Regions from separate parts of the Mus musculus genome. Here region 1 is linked to region 2. A link is a contact called in public ChIA-PET data. All regions are on one chromosome and are shown on one strand. The core of a region is the stretch at or near the end of the contact, and the rest is flanking DNA. Distances in the headings are between cores, read along the strand shown.

What was found. ChIA-PET counts read pairs in DNA pulled down with a chosen protein or histone mark.
Region 1: a contact with region 2 is called in an RNA polymerase II ChIA-PET map of memory CD8 T cells, with 89 read pairs. The contact joins the promoter of Etv3 here to the promoter of Sh2d2a in region 2. A contact is called at or near these places in 2 of 39 promoter capture datasets (cranial neural crest and embryonic stem cells), 5 of 484 Hi-C or Micro-C datasets (CD8 T cells, Th1 cells, memory CD8 T cells and 1 more) and 6 of 115 datasets of contacts at active chromatin or transcription factors (effector CD8 T cells, embryonic stem cells, large pre-B cells and 3 more).

Annotation. Positions count from the first base shown.
Region 1 is chr3:87,523,432-87,529,483 of GRCm38.p6, forward strand. Etv3 (ets variant 3) reads left to right here and starts at 2,147. Exons shown (of 5, transcript NM_001083318.2): 1 at 2,147-2,228; 2 at 3,827-3,885; 3 at 4,439-4,676; 4 at 5,793-5,908. The coding sequence starts at 3,840.
Region 2 is chr3:87,844,205-87,849,983 of GRCm38.p6, forward strand. Sh2d2a (SH2 domain containing 2A) reads left to right here and starts at 2,551. Exons shown (of 7, transcript NM_021309.3): 1 at 2,551-2,903; 2 at 3,433-3,587; 3 at 4,154-4,335; 4 at 4,859-4,948; 5 at 5,107-5,275. The coding sequence starts at 2,870.

The sequences.
Region 1 (6,052 bases), core at 897-3,396, 320 kb before region 2:
CTGTCACACTGTTAAGGTTTCCAGTGAGCAACCCAAACCTTTGTATTGTCCAGTTTGCTTTATCAAAGCTAAATTCCCCTGTTAAGTTTCAGGCGATTAACTAAGTTCTCAGAATATGAACTCTGTTGAAATCTGCTGTGACATAAACATTTCTCAAGATATCAGTTCAGGCTCAAGCCAAATACTGAGGCCAGTTCATCTGTGTAAAGTGCGTTTATTCATCCTCTGTGACCCTAGTTAGAGAAATAGCCATAGAAAAATCTAGAGGAACTATCTACAGAAAGTATCCCCATACTCTGGCTACCAGTCCTCGATTATTGCTGGTGCTAGCCGTGCCCACCTAACCCATGAGCTGAAGGTTGGCAACCTCAGTTTCTGAAGAAACCGCTCATTCTGATCGCCTTGGTTTCGGAGTTGACAATGACTAAGGTTTGCATGAATGGTGTGAGACTTTGAGGATTCTTATCAGTCTCAAGATCATTTTCTCACCACCTAACCATATGCTATATTTACACTGTGCCATCCTCCGTCCTAAGTCGTAGAACATGGTGTTCACACATTAAATATCAAGGAAGTACTTATTGTAATCTCCTACGCAATAAGATACTACTAAACATCTAAAGGTGTCCACGGGAATACTCCAAAAATACTACATTCAAACAGAAGAGGAAGTGACAGTGACTACTTAACCGAGGTAACAAAGCCCATCAGTAGTTGAAGGCAAGAGGACTAAAATGTTATGTTCATTTCGCTCGGTGGTTCTCAGCCTTCCTAATGCTGTGACCCTTTAATACAGTTCCTCATGTTGTGGTGACCCCAACCATAAAATTATTTCCGTTCCTACTTCATAACTGTAATTTTGCTACTGTTATGAATTGCAATGTAAATAGGTTTAGACATAGGGGCTTACTAAAGGGGGTCAACCCACAGGTCGAGAACTGCTGATTCGGCTAAACCCTAGCATTTGTTCTGTAGACCCAAACATAGAAAATGGTGTTCTAGACTGGACAGAAGATGGAAACCATTATAAAGCAATTTCTATGCTCAGAGTGCTCATATTTCTAATCCTCTCAATGGTATTTAAATTTTGTTCATTTTACTGACTTTCAAACTAGAAGGGGCGGGAAAACTAGACCTCACCAACACTAGTCCTTCCTTTTTAAGCAGGTAAGGTAACCTTAGGCCATACTGAGTACTGAACTTATCTCAAGACCTCAAGAACTATCAATTATTAGTCTTGCATTGTGACACATATCTTTAATCCCAACAAGTGTGAGGCAGAGGCAGGCAGATCTCTGTGAGTTCGAGGCCAACCTGGGTCTCTACATAGTGCTTTCTAGGGCAGTCAGAGATACATTGTCAAGACCTCTGGCAAAACAAACAAAACAGTAGTAGAAGCCAGAAGGCCAGTTGTGGTAGTATATACCTATAATCCTACACACACAAGTACAGCATGAGATAATTACAAATTCATTGGCCAGTCTGGGAAGGGAGGTGCTAATAGGCATATCCAAAGCTAGAAGCCAACCTTTGATACAAATCATGGTAAGACTTCCATGTTCTGTGTCGTTCCCAGGAGGGAAAGGTTGTGATTGCATAAAGTTGTTGCTACGCACTCGTGCACTCGATGAAGACTTCAATTCTGCCTCTCATCTTCGCCTTCCCCCACTTTTCACCACTTTTCACTCTCATCCACTTAACCTTTACTGGTCCCAACACTGCCTCTGGAGGGAAACTAGGGCTGGGAACCATTTGGAATTACGGAAGCTGATTTCACATCCCTTATCACTAACTCTTGAACAAAATTTGTCTGGGACAAAATTGTAATTGCTTAATCGGGAACAAAAGGCAAAGGGAAAGGGAGGGGGGAGCGGTGTTTGAATGGCAAAGTCGTGCACGCTGTAACACTTGGACGAGGCAGATCAGGACTAAAAATGGAACAGTGCAAGGCAAGGCCAACTTCGCACGTGCCTCTGAAGCTCCTGTGCTCCTGTCAGCGCGGAAGAGCCTTCCTTCTGCAGAGGGTTCCAGCCCCGCGGCCTCCGAGCCACGGAGGGGCACCGGTACCTTCTGGGCGGAAGCCGTGCCGCTCACGACACCGCCCCCTCCCACCCTGGCCCAGAGTGGAAGTGACGAAAGCCGCCGCGGAGTCACTTCCTTCTGGGTGGATGAGGAGGAGCCCGAGCTGCCGCGGAGGAGCCCGAGTGGAGACGGACGGCGCCGGAGAGGTGAGACTGGTGGCGTCGGCGGTCGCGGCCCGCGCGGGCAGGACGGAAGGGACGCGGATGAGGGCGGCCGTGGAAGCCGCTGCGGACCAGCGGGAGCGGCGAGCCCCGCCGCAGGCCGGGAGGGTGACCGAGCGCCCTGGGGGAGTCGCGAACACCTGCAGACGCGCCTGCGGGCTCCGAGGGGCTGGATGGGCACATCGGGGGCCGGAGGATCGAGGAGAGGGTGCCCGGCTCGGGCGTCGGCCAGCGCGAGCCCACGGACACCAGGCTGAAGGGTGTTCTGGAGCAGGGAAAGGGCCCTGCGATCCGACAGCGCAGGGTAGGAGTTAGTCCCGGACAGTGTCCCAGAGCCTTGGAGAAATCGGTGTCTCTTCAACCCCATCATCACGGAAATGGGAGAGGAAGCTCTGCCCAGCCCTGGTGCCTTGTTACTTGTGTATATCCTGTGTGTGCCACTGTCTGTCTGTTGCCTCTTTCCTTGAGCCATTTGTCAGCTCCTGGATCCCGAGGGTTGTCATGGACTGAAACTTACTGTTCTCCTTAGTGTATTTGTCGTCAACGAAAATGCAGAACACCTAGAGGAATTCTAGGTTAGATGAAATTTCCAAGATTAGGAATTTGTCCCACCCCACCCTGGGGCCTCTGAAGCACCTGCAGTTGCTCCAGACCTGCTCTGGTTGGTGCCGGGGGCTGTCCACCCTGCAGGGTAATGAGAGTAAGTCAGGTCTCTCCTCCTCCGTCATTCCCGGTCAGTTTCACCCTCTCCTCCTATTCGCTGAAGGACTGACACAAAGCTGTCTGCTGCTGGGAACGGGAAATTTATTGAGGAACTATAAATCTGCATGGAATGAATTCAGATCCTAGCAAGATGCCTTCCTCCACCGGCCAGGCGATCTGAAGTACCTACTTTACCCTTTTTATTTCCCTGTTAAGTAGATGGCATAACATTTTTTTTCACAAAATTTTAGGAAAGTGACATGTTTCTTGTATGGAGTGGCTGTACACAGGACATGTTTACTTTCTGTATCTCAGAATACTGTTGGAAGGTGAGCCCAGTTTCTGACTGGAAGATGTCCTTCTCACACAATTCAAGAAATACGTAGGATCGGATGTTCCTTTTTGAATAGGGGATTTGGATTTTTTTTTTTCTCCCACTTCTTAAGTTGGTGTGTCTGGGTGAATTCAGGCTTGTGTATCTTGGCATCTGGGCTTGTCTACCAACAGAAAACAAACTGTGTGGCTTGCTTTTGCTGCCGTTTTGGACTTCTTTCACTGTTCCCTTCCCTCTCTTATGTCGGAGGGTCGGTTGGTCACAAGGAAGAAAGCAGATATTAAGGACAGTGTTTACACTTTGCGGCTAAGGTCAGGTGAGAGATAATTATGGCTTTTGAGGTGGATGACCCAAGGACCATCATTTGAGGACATGAGGATTACTAGTTTAGAGGTGACATGTTTGAAAGGTTAAAGAAGGCTTTGAAACGAAGTAAAGGCAACAAGAAGGATGTTGGGGGGGGGGAACTGTGACCCTCCCCCCCAAAAAAGCCTTAATTAGATAATTCATAACATCTCAAAATAGTAGTGTGACTTGTCTCTCTCAGCAGGAGGGCGAAAATGAAAGCAGGCTGTAGCATCGTGGAAAAGCCAGAAGGAGGTGGAGGTGAGCAGAAGTTCGTCATCGTCGCTGATAGATCTGGAATGTCCCTTGGTGCTTCCTGTTCTCCCTACTTGGGCTTAGTTGACAAATGCTAGACCACGACCGAAGGTCTCACAGCTGTCTAGATCTTGGTAGAGTGGCTGTAGGCCTGTTTCCTATGAATAAGCATATAGCTTTCGCACCCTACACACGTTTACTGCACGTTTTCGTGTCTGGGGATAAGGTGCCTTCTGCCATATGTCCCTAAAACATTAGTTTATCTTTCTTCTTTGTTCCTTTTTGACCTATCGTGTCAAATAGGTAATCTACATGGAAAGGTCACGAATTAGGGTATATAGGCACTGCTGCCCAACTTGTGTTAGATATCAGTGATTGCCACAAGTATGGGTAATTTCTCCATCCTTTCCTCTCCTCTTCGTGCTGAGCCTAGCTGACTGGAAGGGTGTGTTTGCCAAGTACTCTAGAGACTGTGAGCCGTGGAATGTGGAGGTGGGGGTACTGGCATGTTTGTACCTAACTCCTAGCTACTTTGATCTTGCCCTCTTTCCCACACAAGGGTATCAGTTTCCGGATTGGGCCTACAAAGCCGAGTCGTCGCCGGGCTCCCGGCAGATCCAGCTGTGGCACTTCATCCTGGAACTGCTGCAGAAGGAAGAGTTCCGCCATGTCATCGCCTGGCAGCAGGGAGAGTACGGGGAGTTTGTCATCAAGGATCCAGATGAAGTGGCTCGCCTCTGGGGCCGCAGGAAGTGCAAACCACAGATGAACTATGACAAGCTGAGCCGGGCCCTCAGGTGAGAGAAATGAGCCCCCAGATGTGTGGCATTAACAAAGTTGGAAAGAGAGTGTGCAGTTCTGTGACTGTTATCAGAAAGGGTATCAGGTGATGAAGGACTGCGCTCCTCGAGTGGTGTGTGACTTGAAAGTGTGAGAAAAGAGGTGTCGGGTCTGAGTGGCCTAGGAGGTGAAGGGGGTGGGAGGGAGTTCCAATGTGGCTGGCACTGGCTCCTGACAGCTGGTTCTGCTTTGTAGTGGGTAAGAATACATGGCGAAACATGGACTCGGACTCACTGATAATCCACAGGATTAGTGTAGACTTCCCTGTTGGGAAATTCCTACCATTTCTTTGCTGTAGGCTCTTCTATAGAGGAATCGAGAAGGGAAAAACCGAGTATGGCAGGGAGGTTTGCCTGAGTGGCTCTGAGCCCAGCTGCTCACGTACCCGGGCCGCAGCCTGCATGCCTGCATGTCTTCTCTGTCAGCTTTTAAACTTTATAACTCTTCTGTCCTCAAGGGGCCAGCAGGTAGTTGATGATATCTGCTACATAATAGACGCCAGAGATTCCATTCTCAGTAGTGAGAGTGTAAAATCTAGGCAGTGAAATGTTATCTGGAGCCTCCCACATCCTATGTGTGCCACATTAAAGGTGCAGAAGGCCAGGGTGGTGGTGGTGGTTCCCAGCTCATCCCATATCCCACTTGCTACTGTAAAACAGGTTTCCGGCGCTTTGCTTCTTCCTTGCGCTTGGGCTCCTGACTGACCTCGGGAGGTTTCCCTGAAGACTTGTCAGACCCAACCAGGGCAAGACAGAAAGCAACTGCACAGTTAGTTTTATTCACAGTGGAGCAGGAAGGAAGTGGACTGTAGATCGAAACTGTAGAGAAATGAGACGGTGAGTGGTTAGAACCAAGGAAGGCGTTTGGGATCTTAAAGCAGAGTCGTCAAGCTCTGGCCAAAGACTACAGCCAGGCTGACACTGGAGTTAGCGCTTAGGTCTGCAAGGCCTAACTCCAGGGCCAGGCGACAAAGGGATGCTGGAGGTTTTTGTAAGCAGTGCTTAAGAGCCAGGATTGGTCTTGGTAATTACTTGAGTGTAGCAAATGCTGAACCGTGTGTCCTTCCTTTGTAGATACTATTACAACAAGAGGATCCTTCATAAAACAAAAGGGAAAAGGTTTACTTACAAGTTTAACTTCAACAAGCTCGTGATGCCCAACTACCCGTTCATCAACATTCGCTCGAGTGGTAAGATGCAGGCAAGCACCTGTGATGGAGAGTGGGTTTGAATTCTAAAAGAATTTTTAAAAGCCCAAATCTGAGACATTCCCCGTGTAAGGAGATGTTTAGAAGCAGTGAAGTAACGTGATCCCCTAGACTACCTCAAGCCCT
Region 2 (5,779 bases), core at 1,301-3,800:
GGTTTTTTTTGTTTTGTTTTTTTTGTTTTTTTGTTTTTTTTGGGTTTTTTTTGTTTTTTTTTTTGAGAACTCTCTAAACGGATTTCCACAATGACTGTATTAATTTGTCGTCCTACCAACAGTGAGTAAGAGTCCCTTTCTCTCCCCATCCTTACCACATCCTCCAAATTCTTGATGACAGCCATTCTGACTGGAGCCAGTAGGTATCTCAGAGTAGTTTTAAATTGCATTTCCCTGATGACTAGGGATGCCAAATATCTTTAAAAACAGTTATTGTCCATTGTATTTCTTCTGAAAACTCTAGTCAACTTACTGCCCATTTATTGACTGGTAATTTTCTTTCCTTGATATGTAATTTCTGCAGTTCATTGTGAATCCTGGATATATAAGTCCCTTGGGGGTTTTTTTGTGGGGTTGATTTTTGTTTTGTTTTGTTTTGTGTTTGATACATGTAAACCAGCTGGCTTTGAACTCATTGAGATCTGTGTGTTCCTCAAGGGGTTGGTACAGCCATGCCCGGCTTCTAGTAGTTCCTTTTACTGTATAGAAACTTTGTATTCTTGTGTTGTGCCATCTTTAATACTCAGGACTAGTTCCTGCAACCTTGGTATTCTGTTCAGAAAGTTCTTGCCTTCCCCAGTGTCTTGCAGAGTATTCCTTATGTTTTCTTCTAGACGTTTCCATTCTTAAATTAAGGTCTTGGATCCAATTTGAATTGATTTGTGTTTAAAAGGAGAGATGTAAATCTAATTTTATTATTTTGCACATGGATATTTAATTTTGCCAGCACAGTTTGTTGCATGGGATTCTTTTCACTGCATGCTTTTGAAGTGGAAACTTTTGGTTTCATTGGAAAGTCAGTGATGTCAAATGATGTTTTGCTGGGGCACACGGGTGAAAGGATGTTTTGCTAGACAGACACGTGAAAGAATGTTTTGCTGAAGCAGACACAGGTGAAAGGATGCGTGATGAAGGGATGTAAATATGACCCCCCCCCAGACAGTGGGAGCTAGAACATTGGTTTGCTTTGCTCTGCCTCACTATTCTTTGCTGACAACATGCATATATTGGTTTGCCTTATGTTGCATTGCTGAGCTCTGCCTATGGTGACTTCATAAAAAGAAACTCACCAAAGAACTTGTCCTGAGGTTCCTGCAACTTCTTGCCATTTCCTCGGCCTCTGGCAGGTTGGCAACCCTTTTGGATTCTTCGGGATTGAACTTTAGTTGCTGATTCGTGAGTGGTGATTGCTGAATGGATGGAGTGCAGCTGCTGACTCATGTTTGGTGTTTGCCACTGGACTGGATTACTGATATCCTGACAATGAAGATTGGAAACACCCCCAAAGAACTATTTCTAAACAGGTCCACTTTCCCCATGCCCTAATAACATTTCTTTTCCACTACCTCTGGTGGGTGGTGGGCTAGAGGGGAGGTTGAACGCTTATTAAAGTAGGCTGAGAAAAATTTATGCCTATATGCTTTTGTCTCCTTTGTCAAAAATGAAGGGGACATAGCTCTGTGAGCTTCTTTCCATGGTCTCTGCTCTCTTGCACTGGCATAACCCTCTCCTTTCATGCCAGCACCAGGATGTCTTTATCACCATGGCTATGTCTGGTGTTGGCTATTGTGATATTCCAGATGTGGTCTTTGTTATTTGTTTGTTTGTTTTCCAAGACACTTTTTTTTTCTATATAGCCCTAGCAGCGCTAGAACTCACTCTGTAAACCACGCTTCCCTCAAACTCAGATATCCCCCTGCCTCTGCCTTCTGAGTGCTGGGCCTGGGATAAAAGATATGCTGTCTTTTGCATTTCTAAATACTGTTAAATACTTTGGTGTAGGTCATAGGATCTGGTTTCCTGGGTAGATGCCAAAAGATGCAGAAGACCCTGCCTGTCCAGTATACCCTGCCTCTGGTACCTACCTCTTACAAGCTCCACAGCCTCCCAAGATAGCAACTACTTGCTTGGAAGCACACAGTGGACAAAGCTGTGAGATAGCTCAGAGTCAACCCCAACAGCCAATCCTGCCATTCCTAGCAGCGACCTGTTTAGTTAGAGAATCCCCTAAGGTTGCTTAGTGTTGCCCTAATCTAAATCCACCATCTGCTCAAAGATGAACATCAGGCCCCTCCTCTCTAACCCAGGTCTCGTGGGTCCCACATAGCTAACCGAGTCCCCAGCAGCTGGAGCAATGGCTCTGTGAGCAAAGTCCCTGCTATTCAAGCATTTAGGCTGAGATAGGAACCTCAGTGTGCACATGTCCGTGGCCCCAGTGCTGGTTTAAGAGGAGATGAGTGAATCCCAGGGGGTTAACTGACCTGCCAGTCTAGCTGAAATTATGAGCTCAAGGCTCAGTGAAAGACCTTGTCTCAATAAGGTGGAGAATGGTTGGGGAAGCCACTTGCCTCAACCTTTAGTTTCCTTGTTACACATATAGGCAAGTGCACCTGCGGTATAACACATACGTTGAACAAGCACAGACACATATACGTATATACACAAAAGTCCTTCCAGAGGTCTGACCCACATCCTTCCTGTTGCAGCTCTGCCCCACTCACCTCATGTATCTTCTCAATGCAAACTTCTGAGTATGAATCTCTGAGAAGCCTTATAACACTTTTGGAGAAGGGGACAAAGGTCAGATAGCAAGAACACCTCACACCTAACAGAGTAGCCCACCACTACCCCAAGTGCCTGGCTTCCAGAGACAGGACTGGTGTGTTACTGCACTTTCCATGACGTGGGTCCTTTTCGAGACAAAGGAGGTGGGTAAAGCGACATTTCCTGTCCCTGGGGGAAGGAGGGAGAGGAGAGATGAGCAGCTGCCGAGTGTGCACCTCCTTTGAGAGCACCCACACCTGCTTCCATGGAGTTCTGCTTGGCCCAACCATGCCCCCAAGGTACGTATAAAGTTTTCTCTCTGCTCCCTTCCTGAGCCTCAGCCTCCACTTCACAGCTAAGCAGTTGACCCAAGCCAGAGCTGCCTTAGTGTCCACTGCTTCTACTCCATCTCTGGGGCTCCACATCTCTGCATCCCTGAGGGCAGGGGACAGGATCCCAAGAGATTTTTAGGAGCCTGGAATGGGAGGGTGAAAGACAGAGGAGTCGAGATCAAGGGAAGGCCTGGCCTAAGGGACTACCTCTCTACGGGGCTTCCAGGCCTCAGAGGCTCAGCCTAGACCCCAGGGTTCTCCCTTTACGGACAACCCTTCTCTTGCCACCAGTCCCTTTGAAACACCTTGACTCCTTATTCCTATCCCTGGGATTCCCACCCGCTACCTCCCTGGTACACACTTGCACTTCTCCTGTCCTCATGACTGTCCCTGTTGGGAAAAGCCCCTTTGGAGATGTTTAAGAGCCTGAAGTAAAGAAGGGAGGGAAAGATGGCCTGCCTCTGGGAAACCCCACCAGCCTCCCTTGTGCCAACAGGGAATCATGAAGCTACTTCATCAACCTTCAACACCTTCCAGCCAATGAACCTGACCCAGGGGAGATGCCAGAACTTGAGTTGTGGGAGCAGGCCCAGCATGCAAGTTATGAAGGAACAGGGGGTTCAGCTCAGCCCCAGAACTAACCACACGGTGGTGAGTAGAAACCTAGGTGGGTGCAGCTGCCTCATCCACCACCATCCTCTCGAGGATGAGGGTGTGCACATGAACCCATGTCAAAATGCAAGCTGGGGACCGGAAGCAGGAAGTGGGGAGTTCCTTCCTCCCGTACATAGCTACCCACTTGCCCTCAGTTTCTCTGGCCCTGAAAAATCTCAGGCCCAGTCATCAGGGGACCAGGACACAGTACACTGACACCAAATGCAACTGTCTGCATGCTGTGCCAGCACGTCCATTTGCCCAGAGCATTCCAGATCTTTCTTCAGTCCCCTTTCCTCTCACCCACCAGCTCAGTCTCCTTTATTAGAGATGAAGTCACCCTCCCCTGGCCTGAGGTGACTTCCTGTACCATCTCCTGCCCTCTGGGGCCAGTATGGAAGATACAGAAGGAATTTAAGTCAGTGACCTTAGAAAGGACTTTCTGGGCAATCTCACCCTAAAATAGACTGGGGGAGGGGCTGGAATGAGGATAAACAGGAGGCAGTTTAGGGTTAGAAGTCTGCTAATCGTGGCCGCTTCTGTCCATGACTTCTCATGTCCAGGTCTCTGCCTCAGCCCCAGGAACTGCCTGGGTCCTAGGGAATGCCGATAGGGCAGAAGAGGTGCCTGGGAAAGGTGACCTGTCATTGCAAGCTGAGACCAGAGCATGGGTCCAGAAGACCCAGGCCCACTGGCTCTTGCTCAAGACTGCCCCTCTTTGGTTCCATGGCTTCATCACCAGAAGGTGAGTCACAGAGGAAGGCACAGGGTCCTGAGTCAGTCAGGGAAATCCTGACAGCGAGGACTCTCGTTTCCCAGGCCTCCATCTCTCAGCTCTCTCCTCCATTTCCTCGCTCTCTTTTTTAAAGATTTACTTATTTAAACACACCAGAAGAAGGCATCAGATCCCATTGCAGATGGTTGTGAGCCACCATGTGGTTGCTGGGAATTGAACTCGGGACCTCTGGAAGAGCAGTCAGTGCTCTTATCTCCAGCCGGATTCTCCTTTTCTCAATCCTCTTCTCTCTCATTATCTCCAGCTTTCAACTTCTAAACTCTATTTCTTTAACTACCATGTCTGTTGCTGCTGCGGCTCCCTCTCCATGCTACCCTGCAGATGAAGCCCAGGGTCTTTTAAGTAGGACCCCTGTCCCCTCGTCTTCACTTAGACTTGGTAGGCTTGCTTGGGGTGGAGGTGAGGGGTCCCTTAAGAGAGGAGACAGAACCGAGGTCGCAAGAGTCAAAACCAGCCCTACACTTCTCTCCAGGGAAGCCGAGAGGCTGCTGCAGCCCCAGCCTCTAGGATGCTATCTGGTGCGCTTCAGCGAGAGTGCTGTGACCTTCGTGCTGTCCTACAGGTGAGGGGCAGTCCTCGTTGACCAGCTGGAGGCGGGCTTCCTGCTAAGGGGCAAGCCCCTGTGCTTACCCACTCTCTCCAAGGAGGGCTCAGGGTTCTTCCCCTTCTCAGCCTGGTGGGGGAAGAAATGGCAAGTCTGACTCAAAGTGGCCCCTCCAGGAGCCAGACCTGCTGCCGTCACTTCCTCCTCGCGCAGCTAGGGGATGGGCGCCACGTGGTGCTAGGTGAAGACAGTGCCCATGCGCAGCTTCAGGACCTGCTTGAACATTACACAGAGTGCCCCCTCAGCCCCTACGGAGAGATACTCACCCAACCCCTCGCTCGACAGGTGAGCCCTTTACCCAAGTCCCATAACTGAGTGTCGCCGCCACTACATCCCCACCAGGTCCAAGTTACTGGCCTCTCTGCCTTTCTCAACCCAATCCATGACCGGCCACACTGGCTTACCCACACGTCTTCCAGAAAGGTGTCCTTTCATGGCCAGACCAGCCACAGACAGCAGGGTAACGAGAGGCAGTCAAATTAAGTGAAGTTTACTGAGTCTCCAAAGCAGGGGTGAGTGGGAGAGGTCCCCAGACAGATGGGCATCTCGCTCATAAACCCTACTACAAGTAGCAATGGCAGACAATCTAGTGGTGGGATGATCATGTGTGGTGGCGGTGGTATATGCTACTTAGCTTAAGAGAAGCTCTCAGGGAACCTCCACTTTCAAAAAGTGCAGACACTTCAGAACCATTGTGTGTTGAGCCAGAGGTTAAACACCGAAGAAATAAACAGTGACAAATATACCTATATCTCCTGGCCTTCGTGCGGCATCTATTCTAGGACAAGG